2 separate regions of the Zea mays genome follow, and region 2 is linked to region 1. Evidence: chromatin contacts called from public Hi-C data. All regions are on one chromosome and are shown on one strand. Each heading gives the region's core, a stretch centred on a gene start, on an enhancer-like site or on the middle of the called end of the contact. The rest is flanking DNA. Distances are from core to core; before and after follow the strand shown. Region 1 holds the start of LOC100276977. Region 2 holds the start of LOC103640517 (extra-large guanine nucleotide-binding protein 1).

Region 1 (2,967 bases), core at 318-2,817:
TCAACTGAAGTTTCAATGTTGTGTAAAAATGTTTCTCTAGGTAACGAACTTAGCTGAAGAGAATATATCACTAAAAAACTGATTATTGATAAACATACAATCATACATCATTATATGTGTTCCATACTTCCATGCCTCAGAAATGATGGTAAGAAGTAAGAACGCAGCACACAGAGGCTTGTGATGAATAAAAAACACAAGCACTAGCGTGCTACTGCTAAAAGCGAAGGCCAGATACTAGGCATATTCGCGAGTTTACTTTCTTTTTCCGAAACAATTCCAAGCTCACAGCTAATCAAATATACTTGTGAAATTCAATATGGGGGTTGAAAAGGGGGGACCTACATCATCATTCTAGGACGGAAGGTCCCCATCAAGTTGGGCAGCCTCCAGCATCAACCATCTTTCCCACTCCCTATAAAATCCCAAATTTAATCTCCTTAAATCAGCTCCACTCAACTTCGTTAAGAGTAGAAAATAAGGCATGCGTAACATATAGCCCCTAGTGCGCCCCTGCATTGCTTGAAATTTGGCAGCAGTAGGTAAGAGTTTACTGGTTTCATGATCCTAGTGCCTAAATAAACATGCAATCAACGGTAGAACTGGATTCACTCAAACTAGAACTGCGTTCAATTTATAAGCCACACTTGTTTCAAGCCATGAAGCAAGTCAATACAACATGCAGTGTCCCAAGTGAACTTTGCAGGCGACACACATTCGCAAAAAACAAGCACAAATCAGCATTATATAGGGAGTGTTTGAATGCACTAGAGCTAATAGTTTGATGCTAAAATTAGCTAAAGACATCCAAACAAGCTAGCTAATAATTGAGCAAATTAGCTAATACTTAGCTAGCTAATCCCACTAGCAAAATTTTAGTCAACTAACTATTAGCTCTAGTGCATTCAAACACCCCCAATAAAGAAAAAAAAAACAGATGGCATTAGATACAGTAGCACGACTTCGTTTAGATGGCAAGCGCGCGGAAGTACCGTACCCTGGGAAAGCTCGCAGCACGCGCGCGCGCTGGCGCCGGGATGCGCCGTGAGACGCGCCATCACGGCGGCCACCGTCACCGGGGACCCCATCAACGCCGCCAGAGGCCTGCGGAAACGACACGCCGGTCCCAGCTACCGGGCTCAAGTCACCACCAAGCCGAACGGCTGTAGGGGGCGTTGTACTGAACTTACCGCGCGGACGGGAGCGGGGAGGAGGTGGTGGCGAAGGCGGGCGGGACGCGGCGGCGCGGGGCGTGGAGGCGCGCGGCCGCTGCCGGGCGGCGGACGGCGGCGAGGACGGCCCGGGTGGCGGGGCCGCGCCACGCCATGGATGGAGAGATGGATACTGAATAGGGTTTCGTCGGAGTGGGAAGAGAGTGGGAGGAGATGGCGGCGGCGGCGGCGGCGGATGGATGTATGGCAGGATGTAGGGGTTTTTTGAAAGGTAGCACTAGCAGCCTGACTAGTTGGAGGAGGAGAGGGTGGGGTGAAGAGTCGTCGTGGACCGGATTCTGCGCTGATTGGGCCCGAAGAAATGGGCTTTGCTGAACAGGCGGGAGCGATATCGTTTTCCTGCACTTCGTCCAAAAAGTGAAGAACGTGTGTACGTGTGCATGCCTGGGTGTATGAGAGTAGAGAATGCCACAAATATTTGGAAATATGCCTCTTGTCGTAGTAATAAGTGATACACTAGCAAACAACGACATTAGTTTAAATAACCAGGTTGTTTATCAAACAACAAAATCTAAACTTAATGATCAATCCATTTTTCTTACACCCAAGATGATCAGTTGCAACTACGTACCAAACAAGTGACCCTCCGTATAGATGGCCGAACAGATACGGCACTGACTCTATCACTGTTAGGCACCACACTGTTAAATACTATTAGTAATAGTATTATGCCGTGCAACACTAATTCCTGGCTATCGGCTCAATCACGACGGTGTAGTGCTTAATCATGTCGTACCTGTACTAACACACAGCAGTGTATATCAGTCCAACAACTATTTCATTTTAAAAACTCAAAAAATATAGAAAATCTTTAAGGTTATATATATAATTTTAAGACTTAAACATTTATACCATTCTAAATTAATTTATTATGTTTAAAATCATAACAATTCACAATCATATACGCACATCACAATCACGTTTATAAACCACCTGTTGGGCACCAAATTGAGAAGGCCGGACGGTCCAGCCCTGGGGCCGGACAGTCCACGGTCCGGACAGTCCGCGCCTGTGGGCCGGACGGTCCGCGCAGGCGCAGAACAGATTAGGGTTCCGAGTTTCTTGCTATGTTTGTTGGCGAGAATCTCGGGATAAACTCGAAAATTTGTTTGTAACGGGTCCAGCCCCCCTCCTCTATAAATAGAGAGGTATACAGCCGATTTGATCAACGAATCGAACCTTCAATCAATACAATTTACATTTTATCCTAGGAGTAGTTCTAGTCTAGTTTAGGTTTAGTCTTCCAATCCCCAAATCCTCCGCTTCTCTTCGACTCTACGTCGATTAGAGGAGTCTAGGTCGGTCTACCCGAGCCTAGACACCACCTAGGATCTCTACTCCCCGACGGGGTCCCTCCCGGGAGCGAGATCCAGGCGCCGCCAGCGATCTTTCGCCGCCCCTGCGCACGCGCGGACCGTCCGGCCGTCAGGCAGGAAACCCTAGCCTCGCGTCAGGTCGCGGACCGTCCGGCCCTGTGTCGCGGATCGTCCGCGCCTGACCAGAGAGCACCACCGCTGGCTTTTGTTGAGTGTTTGGCGCTCCAAAAGGCGTCAACATACTTTTTGGCGACTCCGCTGGGGAAAACAAATATAGACTCATCAAATCGGCCCTCAATGGTCGATTCAAGGGATAGCTCTGATATTTCCCCAAGCAACATCATAGAGCCAACTTGGGAGACCTTGCCGGCTGACGAACAGCTCCAGTTCGAGGAGCACAAGGAGCAGATGATCCAGGA
Region 2 (2,967 bases), core at 172-2,671, 330 kb after region 1:
ATTTCTACTATGGAAAAGAATCAAAACCAGTTTAGTTATAGAGCGTTTGGTGTGATGAATCAAACAGCTTGATGTCACGGAGGAGCGCAGGAATATTAAAATCGTCGCAGACACATACCTTTCCCCAGAAGCCAGACACCTTATCGTACCAATAGAACCCCGGGCGGAGCCTAGACGGCGGGCACGGGCACCCCTGCAGCACCACGAGCTCCTCAGGCGACAGCTTGGAGCCGTTGACGTACACGTCCTCCGCCCGCAGCTGGTTTGCCGCGCATTCCCGTTCACTCCTCATGACCAGCTCCACCTCTGCTGCGCTGAGAAGCCGCCGGAGCACGCGCGACCCTCGCCCCAGCGCGTCCCGCCTGGACTCGGCCACTGGCCGGCCGATGCACTCCAGGCACTTGCGCCCCTCCGGCATGGAGCCCATCGCCCGGAGCACGCACCCCACGCAGTACCGCGCGCCGCAGGCGAGGCACGACTCCTTGTCGCGGCCCCAGAAGCCGCCTCCTTTTCCGCACCTGTAGCAGCCGCGGGTCCTGCCGCCCCTCCAGTGCGCAGGGGAGAGGGAGCCGCTCGACTGGCCGGCAGCAGCACGGGGCCGAGTCTCCCCTGCGTCGGCATCGTCGTCGTCGTCGTCCTCCTCCTCATACTCGTCCTCGTCATCAGAGGACTGGAGGAGGGAGCCGCTGGTCTCGGCGAAGGTGACCACGGGCGGGTGGTGGCGAGGCTTCAGCGGCAGCGCCTCGGAGCCGCCGTCGCCGTCGCCGTCGCCTGCGGCCTCGTCGTCGGAGGGGGAAGAGGGGAGCTCGGCGGAGTGGTGCGCGGCAGCGTGGTGGTTCTCGATGACGGAGGTGGGGGAATCCACCACAGCTCCTCCCCCGGCTGGCGCGGGGACGGCGGAGCGGGGCGCCGGGTGGGCGTGCGCGTGGATGGCGTTGCAGAGGGAGGACGGGGTGAGCGGGCGAACGACGGGGAGTGGAGACGAGGAGGCGGAGGGGGAGGCCGGGGGCGAGGAAGACAGCGCGGCGAGCGGGATGCGGGAGAGGTCGAGCGGGATGGCGCGCGGGAGCGTGTAGGGGAGTGGCGGGCCAACGTACTCCGCCGCGAAAGAGTAGTCGCTGGCTCCAGCGGCCATGGCCGGAAACGGCTGCAGCGGCGAGGAGAGCAGTGAACAGGAGGCGGCGGCTAGGGTTTCGGGAGAGGCATGGGGGTGGGAAACCCTAGACGAGGAGGGGAAAGCAGGATGGGGGAGGAGTAGCTGCTTTTTGGAGCATGCGCGAGGGAGCGAGACGAAAGGGAGGAGAGATGGAGAAGGCGACTGCTTTTGCCTGTGAACTGTGAGCTGGGTCCGTGGACCGGTGTACCAGTCCTGCCTGCCGCGGCAAGAAACAGAGTACTACACTCTTCAGTATTTCTGTTTCTTCTTCAGCAAGCACAGCTCCTTAGGTTTTAATTGGTGCAACAAATATTTTGTTATTAGTACTTTGAATTTATGGGTTATGTATAAGACATGTGTGTAATATGTGTCTAATTAGCACGCAGCAATCGACAACTCTATAATGACGACAACTAAAATAATCATGAGCAACGTCGTTTAGATTAAACAGTTGAAGATGGGATTTTATGTTAGGAGGTGTTTGGAAGTAAAGTTTTTTCACGGTTTTAGAAGAATAGTATGCTCAAATACTGCAGTATTTTTATATAGAATGGTGTTTGCCAAGCTAGCTAAAATATGTGTTTTCAAAACTGAAGTATTGTAAATATCTTAGTTATTTTAAGATATTCTAAACTTAGGTCTGGATATCGGTTTCTAAAACTGTAGTATTTAAAATTATGGTATTGTCATAACTAAAGTATACTATAGTATTTCAAAAATTGTGGTTTTCAGAAACTTTGTTCCCAAATCGGACCTTACATGTCATATATCCACATAGGTTGTGTGGGATTGTTTAGTAGCAGACCAACGACTAGGAGATAGGAGGGACACAGACAATGCTTACAACTAAAGCTAGAAGACGACAAGACTATTGATTATGGTAACCGATAAAGTGTAATCTAATGTAGTTACAATAAAATTGAAACATCGACACCATAAGTTTATATCATCTTTTTGTAGAGTGTGGTGGCGGGCTAATTTAAAGGTGAAACGGGGCATAACTAGATAGAGGCTAGCAAAGTCATATCTCTTATGCTTCAAATATTTATAATTGTTTATGTATAGTATTATTAAACCTCATTGCCTGGTCCTTGATATAATGAGAGCTATCTGATACAACCTTCTTATACCTTCAAAATCTTCTAATTCATGTTTTGTCACTAACCAACACCGTCTTCAAGTGCAATACAACAAGGGAGAGTATTTCATGATGTTACATGAATACTAACTACTTCTACCTATCCAGTTAGAAATAGGGTGTTTCAAATTTATTCTTCTCAACAAACCCGACCACTCAAAATTCAATCAGTGTGTGACAAATTTGTTATTGTTGTTAGTATGATGAATATATGAGTTATTTATAGAATATATGTGTGGACTTATATCTAATAAGTTTATGACAATGAACGACCAAACGCATGCAGTGAAGATGATAACTAAACAAATCTTGAGTGGCATAGTTTATGTTGAAACGTTGAAGATAAGATTTTACGGTACATATTATGTGCCCTCTCTCCCTTGCAAAACCCCTTACATTACATATGGTTGGAGTGGAGTGAGGGATTATGAGTGAACCAGCAAAACGGCATTAAAACATTGACTAGGAGGTAGAAAGAACATAAATAATGGCTACAACTAGGGTTAGAAGACGACAATAATATTGATTATGATAACAGATATGTAATGCCTTGTCGCGGATGCAGCGAAACTTGAAACAATTAAGGCCATACTTTTATGTCATCTATTTTTTATTTATATTACATGTAGAATGTAGATTGTGGTGGGGATAATTTGAATCTAAATAGATGTTT

What was found. Hi-C and Micro-C count contacts between places; a contact is called where the count stands out from the background.
Region 2: a contact with region 1 is called in a Hi-C map of tassel, with 3 times the contacts expected there. The contact joins the promoter of LOC103640517 here to the promoter of LOC100276977 in region 1. A contact is called at or near these places in 3 of 25 Hi-C or Micro-C datasets (ear, leaf and tassel).

What each region holds. Positions count from the first base shown.
Region 1 is chr1:168,978,437-168,981,403 of Zm-B73-REFERENCE-NAM-5.0, forward strand. LOC100276977 reads right to left here and starts at 1,568. Exons shown (of 5, transcript XR_004855378.1): 1 at 1,191-1,568; 2 at 998-1,104; 3 at 346-415.
Region 2 is chr1:169,305,718-169,308,684 of Zm-B73-REFERENCE-NAM-5.0, forward strand. It overlaps LOC103640517 (extra-large guanine nucleotide-binding protein 1), which reads right to left and starts at 1,422. Exons shown (of 8, transcript XM_008663356.3): 1 at 119-1,422. The coding sequence starts at 1,135.